2 separate regions of the Zea mays genome follow, and region 1 is linked to region 2. The links are chromatin contacts, called in public Hi-C maps. All regions are on one chromosome and are shown on one strand. Each heading gives the region's core, a stretch centred on a gene start, on an enhancer-like site or on the middle of the called end of the contact. The rest is flanking DNA. Distances are from core to core; before and after follow the strand shown. Region 1 holds the start of LOC103637767 (pentatricopeptide repeat-containing protein). Region 2 holds the start of LOC100282992 (Inositol-tetrakisphosphate 1-kinase 3).

Region 1 (6,102 bases), core at 1,765-4,264, 540 kb after region 2:
TTTGTTCTATATTGAAAAACTTCCTGCTCCTTTGGGAGAGGATGTGCTTTGTAAAATATAAAATGTTTTACAAAATAACCCTGCATCAAATATTGCTCTTTCTGCAAAATATCCTGAGCTCCAAATATTGCTCTTTCTCCTTCTCTGATTTCCCATTCCGTGGGTGAGGTGGGCTGCTGAGTACGTAAGTACTCACCCTTGCTTATTTGTTGTTTTTTAGAGAAGGAGATCGCTGATCGGGTAAGAGTTACGCCTGTTCCCAACCTTGCCTATGGCTGTTGGACCGCTGATTTGCTTCGCTGCGTATATCGGGCTACTTCAGCCCCACTCTGATGATATGTCTCGAGTTGTGGACCAACTCTTAAAGTTGATCGCCACCTTTATAGGTTTGTCTCGTTTAAGCAGATCTAGAATCATTTGATGTATAAATGTGCTTACTAGCCTCCTGGGACTAGTAATTGTATCACATTTGAGTCCCAAAGAATTTGGGCGCTTCAAATGACTAGTATCGGTGCTGCCATTGGCGCACCGGACACTGTCCGGTGCCTAGGTCAAGGCACCAACGAACTAGCCACTCTCGGGTTTCTGAGAGGCACTCCGCTATAATTCACCGGATTGTCAGGTGTGCACCGGACAGTGTCCGGTGAGCCAACGGAGCAACGGTCACCTATGCACAACGGTCGACTGCAAAAGTGAACAGTGTGCAGTCAGAAGTCAGAGCAGCGACGTCAAGACGCACCGGACATGTCCGGTGTGCCACCGGACTGTCCGGTGCAGCTAGAAGACAAAATACTTCAACGGTCAACCGCTTCAAACCCCAACGGGCAGCTGACGTGGCATGCACCGGACCCTGAACACTGCCATGTCCGGTGCACCACCAGACTATCCTGTGCGTCATCGACAACAACGGCTAGAATAGTGATTGGGGCTATAAATACCCCCCAACCACCTCCATTCAAGTCATCCAAGTTTTCTGAACTCAACATTCAATACAAGAGCAAAAGGCTACACTCCAAGACACAATCAATAGATCAAAACCTCTCCAAGCCTCCAAATCAACTCAATTGCTTAGTGACTTGAGAGAGGGTGTTTTGTGTTCTTTTGTTGCTCTTGTTGCTTGGATTGCTTTCTCCTTCCTATTCTTATTCTTCTAAGTGCTTTGTAAAGCTAGCAGGAGACACCTAAGTGTGTGGTGATCCTTGCGGGATCTTAGTGACCCAAGTGATTAAGGAGAAGCCTCGACCGGTCTGTGTGACCGATTGAGAGAGGGAAAGGGTTGGAATAAACCCGGCTTTGTGGCCTCCTCAACGAGGACTAGGTTCTTTGGAACCGAACCTCGGTAAACAAATCACCGTGTTCACTTATTGATCTTCACTTGATTTGTTTCCCCTCTTTCCTCTCTCTAAAAGTTCCCTTGCTCATATTGATTTGAGTTTGCTCCCAAAAGTTATCCGCATTGTTTGAGCAACTCTAAGCAAGGAGAACTATCTTCCGTACTCCGATTTAATTCTAATGCTAACCCTGGCCTTGGTGCGTGTTTAAGGTTTTTAAATTTCAGGTTTCGCCTATTCACTCCCCCTCTAGGCGACTTTCACTTACCCTACCAATGACTCTGGCTCTCATGAGTATGTCCTAGCTTCTTGTAGAATCATCAGATGACTCGACGAGATCCTGAGTTGGTGTCAGAGCCACTAGAGCATCCATGCACATTGCCTTGTATGCGACCATGTTTTGAATTTTCTTCACGTCATCATGATCCTACATGTTGTCCTAAGGGAGTAATGGAGTAATTCTATCTAGAAGGAGTTTCGAGGTCATGTTTTTTTTCATCGGCATGTCATAGACCTGCTGTCCCTGAAAGTCGACCGTCTGGATATGGTCGTGAGCATTTCGTCCACGCTGTAGCTCTTCTTTATTCCTTCGCCAATTGACCACCTGGTTGTTGCCATCATTGTCATGGTCAGAGGGATGAACCTTATGATGTCTAGAGTTCACCATGAAGACGAATCGATCTCCTGAATAATAGTAATTTGAGTCTGAGTTGGGGGTTAGAATCCGAGTCGGAGCCTGAGTCGGAATCAGATCGTGATGAGTTTGAGTCTGGTCCGTCATGCAGATTGGATCTATGGAAGTTTAAATGAGAGGCACCACGGTCGGCAAGGTTTCCGGGGCAAGCCTAAGATTCTCAAGCTCATCAACAATGAATCTAAAGGGTGCCGAAGAAAATCTCGTCTTCTAGTACAAAGCTCATGGCTGCCATTAGATCCACTATGATCGTCACAAATTCCCCTACCCGACGTCCCAACTGTCGAGCATGTATGTCCTTTTGGGATGTCTCACCCTCATTTTATGGTCCAAAGAGAACACAATTACAAAAAGGTTATCTAGTTATAGTACCAGATAAACATGCATATGTGACCAAATACATATTATCTTAATTGTATCTAACTAGGAATCTTGTCCCAAGCTTTACACAAACCTCTTTGACTGCTCAGATAAGATTATCTCTAACATGTAGACCGAGTCATTAAACAACATTGCGGAGTCTTCATCCCCACATGTCATGATCACGAAACTCCTTAATTATTTGGTCGTATTATTGGGTACCAAGAATATACTCTCTCCTTTCCAAATTATAATTTGTTTGATATTTTTGTGCCATGTTTGACGGTCTTATTTAAATTTTTTTTGAAAAAAATGAAAAATTTAAAGTTACATTTAAAATATATTATATGCTAAATAATATTGTATCAAAAAATAACAAATAATTATGAATTTTTTTAATAAGATGAGTCGATTAAATTTAGTATAAAGTATTTAAACGAATTATAAATTAGAATATGCACACGCACGGACATGTTTTCTGTCCGCTGCGGCGGGTAATGGACGCGGATGGACGATGGAGGCATGGGCATGTGATTGATTTTACTCGCTGCAAGGATTTACCTGCTGTACCACCTCATCCTGTGCTCTCCCACAAAATAAAAGACTCTCCCGCAAATCAAAATCACCTCACCCACTCAGCTTTCCCCCTTCCGCAACTCCTCGCCGGCAGCCGGCGGCGGCGAGTATCTCTCCTGCCGTTTCCACGGAATTTTCCCCATTGCGGCCACTCTTCCCCTTCCCTCGTCCTGCTTCGTCGCGCCTTGGCTGTGCTCCTCTCTTCTTCCTCCGAGTCCAGGTGCGCGCAGGCGCAGGGACTGGGAGGAGGTCCAGATGCTACTATGCTGCTGTACTTTTCCCCAACAAATCCAGACCTGTGCTCCGCGCTCGTCGTTTCACCCAAGCTGCTTGCCGCGGAGCTTGCTCAGCTCCGGCGAGCAGGGGAGGAGCAAAAAGAGCAAGCTCCACCGCGTCAGGGCGCATGTTTTCAAGTCCAAGAACCAGTCTTTGCGCTCTCAATCCCACCTGGTTGATAGCCACGGGGGCCCTGCGGATAAAATCCCGAGAAAGGATTTTCCTTGTTCCGCAGCGCCGTCGCTGCCGGACGCGGAGGCGGTCGCGTTCTGGCTGCGTTTCTGCCGGAGGGAGCTCGACGTCCGGAGAGCGCACGCGGTTGCCCTGCGGTCGCTCGGCAGCCTGGGGGTGTTCGTCTCCAACAATCTGATCAGCGCTTATGTGCGGTTCGACGAGGTTGCTAATGCGAGGAAGGTGTTCGACGAAATGCCCGAGAGGAGTATCGTGTCGTGGACAGCAATGATGAATGGGTATCAGAAGCTTGGCTGCCACGGTGAGGTTGCGAGGCTTTTGATGGATATGCTGATCGCTGGCGTCCAAGGTAACAGCTTGACTTTTGTTTGCCTGTTGAAATCTTGTGGGGAGCGATGTGATGCCAGGTTGGGGCAACAGGTCCACTGTTGCGTTGTGAAGGGTGGCTGGAGCAATGTGATAGTTGACAGCGCCATCACACACTTCTATGCTCAATGCGGTGATGTTGCTGCTGCTTCAACTGTGTTTGATAGGATGGCATCCCGCGATGTTATCTCATGGACAACAATGATCACGGCTTATGTGCAGCATGGCCATAGTGACAAAGCTCTTCAGATGTTCCCAACAATGGTGTCTGAGGGATTTCGCCCCAACGAATTTACTGTTTGCAGCGCCCTCAAGGCTTGTGCAGAGGAGAAGGCTCTAAGATTTGGGAAGCAGTTGCATGGTGCTATTGTGAAGAAGCTATACAAATATGATATCCATGTCGGGAGCGCACTTGTCACCATGTATGCCAGATGTGGGGAGGTATTTGATGCTCAGACAGTGTTCGATAAGATGCCAAGAAGAAACACTATTACATGGACTTCAATGATCTCTGGATATGCTCAAAGTGGCTGTGGTGAAGAAGCTGTCTTGTTGTTCCGCAAGATGAAGATGCGCAGAGTATTTGTTAACCACCTTACTATTGTTAGTCTCCTTAGTGCTTGTGGCTCTATGCAGTCAATTTATCATGGAAAAGAACTTCATGCCCAGATAATAAAGAATTGTATGGAAGAGAATCTCCAGATTGGGAGTACGCTTGTTTGGTTTTACAACAGACGTGGGGAGCATACTTATGCCACAAGAATTCTAGAAGCGATGCCTGACCGTGATGCTGTCGCATGGACAGCTATGATTTCGGGCTATAACAATCTTGGCCATAATGTTGAAGCGCTTAAATCATTGGATGAAATGTTATGGGATGGTGTGGTACCAAACACTTACACCTATTCCTCAGCTTTGAAAGCTTGTGCCAGATTGGAGGCTCTGCAAGATGGGAGGAGGATCCATGGTGTTGTTAACAAGACCCAAGCTTTCTCAAATGTGTTTGTGGGATGCTCACTGATAGATATGTACATGCGGTGTGGGAAAGTTGATGAAGCTCGAAGAGTCTTCGACGCCATGCCAGAGCACAACTTAGTAACATGGAAAGTAATGATTACAGGATTTACACAAAATGGCCGCAGTGAAGAGGCTTTGAAATACATGTTCCTAATGCAACAAGAAGGTTATGTTGTTGATGAATTTGTGCTTTCGACAGTTTTGTCGTCATGTGGAGATTTTCAGTTGAAATCAGACCGCATCTCGTTCATAGTTCAATAACCAGTCTACTTTCAGTGAAGTTTTAGACTAGTTAGCGAATATCAGCAAAATGCTGGTAAAACTGTACAAAGTCACTGGTTGGTCTCAGGATGCTGCAACAAGTTTCTTTGTCTGATTGCGCATTGGAAAATACAATCAGAAGCTGGTGATTTCAAGGTGTGGGAATATATCTGTACTTCAAAGCAACCTCTACTAACCATTTTTCTTCGCTTTCTTTTCCTTACGAAGCTGTATATACACCATAATTCAAGCATTGTTAGCCTGTTGCAACCAGCATAGTTCTTGCAGTTTACTATATCCTGGGCCAATGGGAATTTGTCCACTTCTGTAAAAAGGTTGTCATCACGATAATTTAGAACAACTCCAGCAGGATTTCTAGTTTTCTACTTAATCCTCTATAGCTAAATATAGATGTCTAAATAAAAAAAAACATATGAGAGCACCGAAATATCCCAAATCCAGCGCCCAGATCTTCCCTCCGGCACCCGTTGGTTCGTAGACTGTGGGTCAAGCCCCGAACGGGCTAGCCCCTCTCTCCGTGTGTGGGTTGTGGGCCAAGCCTTCCCTTCAGCATCCGTTGGTAGGGGTGATAATGAAAACAAAAATTTACAATTCCTCTCTCCGTGTGTGGGTTGTGGGCCAAGCCTTCCCTTCAGCATCCGTTGGTAAGGGTGATAATGAAAACAATAATTTACAATTACCGGAAATCGTTATCGAAATTTTACCGAAATTTAGGGCTAAATGGAAATGGAAACAGTTACTGAAAATATGAAATGAAATCGGTAGAAAAAATCAGAAACGAAAACGATTTGAGTCCCTTCTGACCATTTCTATAAATTTCCATATTTATTCGGTATTTTATGGTTGGTAACGAATTTGGTAATTTTTCAGGAAAATATTAAATCTAAATTGAACATTGTAAATTCATAATAAATTTGTCTTAACTCAAAAAATTATGAAACTAATTTTATTATTTTTCTAAAATCAATATCTATCTAATGATATGTAGTTTAGAGTTGTTTTAAACTT
Region 2 (6,519 bases), core at 2,778-5,277:
TAGTTGAATTGGAAAGAATAATGGACGAGAGCAATTTTGTAACAGCAAATATCCTACACTCCCATCTAATTACTCACCTGGTAAACACTAACAAGCTATACTGTAAAGTGTAAACCATTTTCAACAAAGGATTTAAAATAACTCTACATGTCATTGACTCAGAAAGGACTAGAGATTGAAACTCAATTTGATAATTGCATCTTTTATTTTGCATACAGTGATGAAACAGACCTAATAAAAAATAATCAGATAGATAATTATACATCTAATAGCAAATCACCAAAGGAAGATTAACTGTAATAAATTCATAACGAAAAATGGAAACCACTAATTCTAGATCATCGTAACATTAGGTCATATTTTACTCAAAACACATAAATTTCTGTCAATGACTCACTTAAAAAAACAACTATTTGTGCTCCTATTGAAGCTGAGATGGGTACGGTGTAAAAATATTCCAGGATAAGTTCAATGAATAGAAATCTGTGTGGTAGATTTTCGGAGTTCATATATTTTTATGTAATATTTTCAAGTCTTTTACTTGACAAGTAACATGATCATAAATGGAAGGTGCAAATTACTCACCCAAAGGCAAGGTTAGTCCAGCCTTGGCAACTGCATCAGGTATGGAAGACGGATCTTTCATGATGACTAGTTGTCGTGGAGCGCAAACCTCTCCTACAATAATTTGTTTGTAGAAATAATAAGGAGAAAAGCTGGAGATGTTATTTCAGCAGAATAAAAAGTGCATAACTCATCCAGCTACATGGCAATATTAGAATTGTAAATTTAATTTCAAGCAAGCTATAAAACCATTATGAATATTCAAAAGTAGAGCTATCAGCAGTGTGATCCCAAGTCAATACAATTATAGTTTCCAAAACAAAACCAACAGTTTAAAAATTGACTAATTAAGAATTCACCAAATACGAGTTAAATCTAAGAGCACATCAACAATTGCAGTGTTCCTTTCATCATTATTGTGTCTTTGCAACGGCGCCTCCTCTCCCGCTCTTGGGAGGATAGTAGGGTCACTGTTACCATGTTGCTCTAGTCTAGACCACAACATATCAAATTAACTTACACTAAAAGAATATAACAAGAGCAAAGATAGCTCATAACATCACATAAATCTATTTGCTAATACATGAATGCCAACACAGTACGAAACATTACCATAACCATTGGACAGGTTCAAATCAGCAACTTCTTGTAGCATTGATTGGCGATTGTGCAAATGTTGGATAGCATTTGGTGGGTCGAGGACAGTCACTTCTGGATGCTCTTCACGATAGTCCTTCAAGAATATGAAAATAAAAATATTGAATTCAGAAGAAAACAAAACAGTCTACATTAAGAATGTTTAATGTGAAAGTACTGCAGTAAGTCTGACAATGTTGCAATCATGCTTTTAACTGCAGTAAGTCTCACAATGTTGCAATCATGCCTAAATGCATGTTGCAAATAGAAACAACTACACGAAAAACATAATAGTAGCTACACATGATGCACACCCTGAGGTGCACACAATTATACATGGCACAAAAGAAGGGTTCCGCTTTGGTGCTCAGAGCCTACCTCCAAAACTTGCTGCCACTCCTTACTAGTAAGCTGACAAAAAGAAAGCATGAAATTCAGTCAAAGCAAACAAAATCAGCATGGGATTACAAATGCAGAGAAGTGCATCTGGATGTTCAAAAGAACCTATGGAAAAATAAAGGATACCCAAAACTTCAATATCCAAGATTTAATTTGATGAACATCAAGAGAAAGACATAGGGACGGACCTTGTGCAAAATGATGTCAAATGGACCTTGTTCAGAGAGGGGGCAAGTCTCATCAATTGATACGAAATGAATGCCTTTCTTCCTAAACAAATCCAGTTTTACAAAAGGCTCATCAAACGGTATAAAACCAAGGCAGGTAACAGTATAATGGTCATATTAACAAGCATGGACTAGCAGGATCATCTAAGAGCAACAACTGAAAAAATATTAAGGCCCCGTTCGGTTACTAGGGATTGAAGCTCAGGATTGATTTCTAGCCGGATTACTTCTCTAATTTATATAGATTTCGATGAGTTGGAATGAATCCGGGTCTGTTCCGGTAGAAGCGAACAGGCCCTAAGGCAGCTTCAACACCTCAATATAATAAATAAATAAATAAATAAATATTTGTGAAACTAAAGTAGCAAGGGTAATCACATCTGGGAGACAAAATTTAAGATTTCCTGAGTTACATAGGCTCTACTTGATTTTGAACAAGGACGCGAAGAAATAATATATAAACCTATCCAAAGCAAACTTAAGGTTGACTGACAAAATAATATAGCCTGTTATTGTATGATCTTATATCCCTGTAGCAACTTAAAGCCACATATTATCGAAGTTTCATCATAAGCTTTGTTGATTCAGAAACTTCATGTTCTTCCAATATAACAAAAAATAATGACCTAAGTGAATCACGAATATATGTTATCTGGTGTAAATATATGACTAATATTCTCCAACTACACAATACACACACTAATGATAACAATTTAATTCGCTGGAAGCCAACAGGTACACCGTAAGCATCAAACATTTCCTATTTTCATGTACCTGAGACTTGTAATAAACAAATCTATAACAATAAATATAGTTGATTCAGAAGTCAAATGCTTGAAAGACTTATTGAAACACGCAAAATCTATACAAACTATGCTTCAAAAGAAATATGAAATAATTCTCTTGTCGCAGAGAAAACAAAAATGTCCCTGTTCCAATTATTTCATTTCCTTTTTCCACCATCTTTTATCGATGTGAGCATGTGCCAAGCCTTGGTCAAGTCATAATATCCACATTGTACTATAATTTGAGGTGACTCTTAATTCAAAAAAGTTTTACTCTTTGCCAAATAGTCTGGCAGATTATTTTGGTCATCTGGTCATTTTAAACACATATCCAAGACATGTGATGTAGTTATCCATAAGAATATTCCAACATGAGAGTCCAAGATGCCATCCAAATGAAATTTGCATGTAAAAATAGATGGATACTAAAAGTTTGAACTAGAATTAACATTTGACAAACAAGCCTCCCAGACTGCTTCCAAAACACTAGTAAAATAATATACGCCCCCCAGTCCATAGCTATAAAACTCATGCAGAAGCCACTAGGGCCTAGGCATCCACTTAACTACTTAAGTGTTATGATATCGACATTCCTTGTCCACAGAGAAAATGCAGTCAATTCCATTCCATCCAAAACAATAGAAACCAAATCAATTAACAATAAAATCAGCTCCTGCAATTCCTACTCTACTGAATCAAAAAAAAAACTTCCCTTTAGAGAATTTGTCCAAGAAGGGTAACAGCATAATCTGGTCAGAATGCAGATTGAACATTTAATAAATGCCCCCACTCATCCCAAGTTTTAATCCACTAACCATCATTTCCATTTCGTTCGCGTTGGTCCATAAAAATTAAATGAAACAGAAATCATATCCCTTTCAGTCAACCAAATCAGCCATCACAGTCCACAGCACACGCCTCTTCTCCTAGGAGAACCACACAAAAGATTCCAGCGTTGACGCTGGGGATCAGCAGGTCTATTCTTTACCTGGCCAGCGCGAGCAGCTTGGGCTGCAGGAAGCTCTTGACTTTCTTCTTGGTGAGGGCGTACCCCACCACCAGCGGCTGCACCACGGAGGCGGGAGGCGGCGAGGAGGGCACCGTTTCCCCAACCACAGCCACGGCCGCCTCATCGTCCGACACCTCGCCGTGCACCCTCATCCCCGCAAACCCTAACCCCGTCGAGGAATGGCAATGAAACCGTCCACAAGGAAAAATACTTCAAAAAATCGGAGAAATCCAGAAAAAAATCGGAAGCGATCGGGGCATCTAGAAATTCGCGGACAGGGACGGTTCAAGGTGGAAGATTTTAGGAGAAGAGAAGATGATTTTTTTCGCAGCCTTTTTTTCTTTTTTGGAGCTTTAATGGCGAGGCGAGTGTGAAGAGAGAGAAAGGGACGAAGGGGAGTCTAGAGAAGAAGGAGAGGGAGAGCGGGAGGGTATTTGTAGACGTAAAGGGACCATGAGCACGGCCCACGTGGCTGCTGCTCGGATCCTCTACGGCTGCGCAAACCTTTATAGCTTTCTCTTGAAAATTAGCTCACAAAAATCATCATATTATCCTTATGCGTATACATGCGCGACTTAGGGGTGTTTAATTTCTCTAGCTAAAATTTAGTTCGTGTCATATTAAATATTTAAATATTAATTAGGTGTATAAAATATAAATTTTATTAAGTTTAATAAATTCATATTATCTTTTGGTCTTCATTTGTGTAATTAGTTTTATAATCAGACTATATTTATACCTGTAATTATCATCCAAATATTCGACGTGACAGGAGCTAAACTTAAGTTTGAGGTGAGAGTGTTTGGTTTTAGGTACTGTTGACATCTTTTCGGGCGCCATTCACTATAATGAGAACCGGCGGCGGTGCTCTATGCACAGGCGCGGACGGTCCGCGGCCAGGGGCCAGACTGTCCGCGACCTAGCGCAGGGCTTGGGTTTCCTGTCTGACGTGCCGGAGGGTCCGCGCGTGCGCAGGGGCGGCGGAGTTCACTGCCGGAGGGACCCCGTCGGGGAGGACAGATCCTAGGTGTTGTTTAGGCTCGGCAGACCGACCTAGACTCATCTGATCGACGTAGAGGCTAAGAGAAGCGGAGAATTTGAGGATTGGAAGACTAAACTAGAACTAGACTAGAACTACTTCTAAGTGTACGATAAAATGCGAATTGTATTGATTATTGATTTGATTGTTGATCATTAATCGGTCGTATTCCTCTGTATTTATAGAGGAGGGGGCTAGACCCGTTACAAACAAATTCCCCGAGCTAATTCCGTGAATCTAGCCAACAGCTGTAGCAAGAAACTCGGAACCCTAATTGGCTCTAAGCGCGCATGGGCCGTCCAGCCTCAGGGTCGGACCGTCCGGTCGCTCAATTTGGTGCTCAACATATGCCCCCTGCCTTTTCGAGGAGCTAGGCGAACCAAAAGCAACTAACCTGATGTGATCACATCGGCTTTCTTAGGCATCTTGCCACCTACTAGGATGGTACGCAAGGGTCTTGGTCACGATGGTTAACCCAACGGACGTGACTTGTTTAGCTTTGATCGAACTGTCAGTCCAACACCGTCGAGCGTTGTACTGGTCCTGACCAATTTGTCATCTTGCTTTCCTAATTTTCTAAGTGTTATGGCGTAGCTCCATAGTCGACCAGGTCTTCTCCTTGCAGGTCGTCTTCCTCCATGGGTGTCGGTACGTCGTTGGAGGTGTCCTGGTGTAGTGCGGACGGTCCGACCTTAGAGGTTGAACGGTCTGTGCCTTGTACGGGTGGTCCGGCCTTTATAGCCGGATTGTCTGCCATACCTGCAGAGAGCTGCATAGATGTTCTTTTATTTTCTGTCTTTGTGGTCGTTTGCTTTTCCTCAATGGCCTTTGGTCTCCATCTCTTTTGCGGTGGTGGATACTGCGGATGTGTGTCATTTAATATTTTTTCTGCCTCCTTTTCCTGATTCTCCTTTGCTCTGAGGCGCTGTAATTTTCGCTTTTGCGATCGTGTCAATCCCGATGGGCACCATCGGGGCATGGAGTATTTTGGATCGACTGTTTTGTTGACAGCCGCATCTTCTTTTTTGTTTTTGTTAGCCAATTCACCAAAAATCATCGCCCTTTCGTTATTTTGTCGTACGACGACATCTGTTGTTCCTATTTTAATGACATTCCCTTTTATCGTATTGTTGGAGGTTGTAGCTATATGCCCCCCTGCCGGATTAGTCAGCCTTTGGGCCGAGTTGTCCGGTAATCTTGCTGGCCCTGTGCTCGTGGACCAATTGAGGGGCTCTCAATCGGTCTTATACTGGAGGCGTCAACCTGTCAAAAACAGATGATTGAGGTGCCCCAGGAGGGGTATTATGGTATCCCGAATGGATATGGTGGCGCGCCCCACATCTGATTCGGGATATATAGTGGCAGTGGTATGTATGTATAATGACATGACATGGGTGTATGTGGAGGTGGAGGTGTCCACGCAGGTGCGTTAGGTCTTAATTGAATATTATGACCTCTCGTCCTTTCCGATTGGTGAGGTGGTCCTGAAAGTCGCCTAGAGGGGGTGAATAGGCAAATCTGAAATTTATAAAGTTTAAGCACAACTACAAGCCGGGGTTAGCGTTACAAATATAATCGAGTCCGAAAGAGAGGGCGAAAACAAATCACAAGCGAATAAAAGCGGATGACACGGTGATTTGTTTTACCGAGGTTCGGTTCTTGCAAACCTACTCCCCGTTGAGGTGGTCACAAAGACCAGGTCTCTTTCAACCCTTTCCCTCTCTCAAACGGTCACTTAGACCGAGTGAGCTTCTCTTCTCAATCAACCGGGACACTAAGTCCCCACAAGGACCACCACACAATTGGCGTCTCTTGCCTTGATTACAATTGAGTTGGAAACAAGAAAGAAGGAAGAAGAAA

What was found. A called contact is a pair of places that touch in the nucleus more often than the background predicts.
Region 1: a contact with region 2 is called in a Hi-C map of ear, with 3 times the contacts expected there. The contact joins the promoter of LOC103637767 here to the promoter of LOC100282992 in region 2. A contact is called at or near these places in 3 of 25 Hi-C or Micro-C datasets (ear, leaf and tassel).

The regions. Positions count from the first base shown.
Region 1 is chr1:112,248,866-112,254,967 of Zm-B73-REFERENCE-NAM-5.0, forward strand. LOC103637767 (pentatricopeptide repeat-containing protein) reads left to right here and starts at 3,015. Exons shown (of 1, transcript NM_001301446.2): 1 at 3,015-5,256. The coding sequence starts at 3,217. The coding sequence ends at 5,073.
Region 2 is chr1:111,711,905-111,718,423 of Zm-B73-REFERENCE-NAM-5.0, forward strand. LOC100282992 (Inositol-tetrakisphosphate 1-kinase 3) reads right to left here and starts at 4,028. Exons shown (of 10, transcript NM_001155896.2): 1 at 3,600-4,028; 2 at 1,788-1,869; 3 at 1,579-1,611; 4 at 1,177-1,297; 5 at 586-678. The coding sequence starts at 3,772.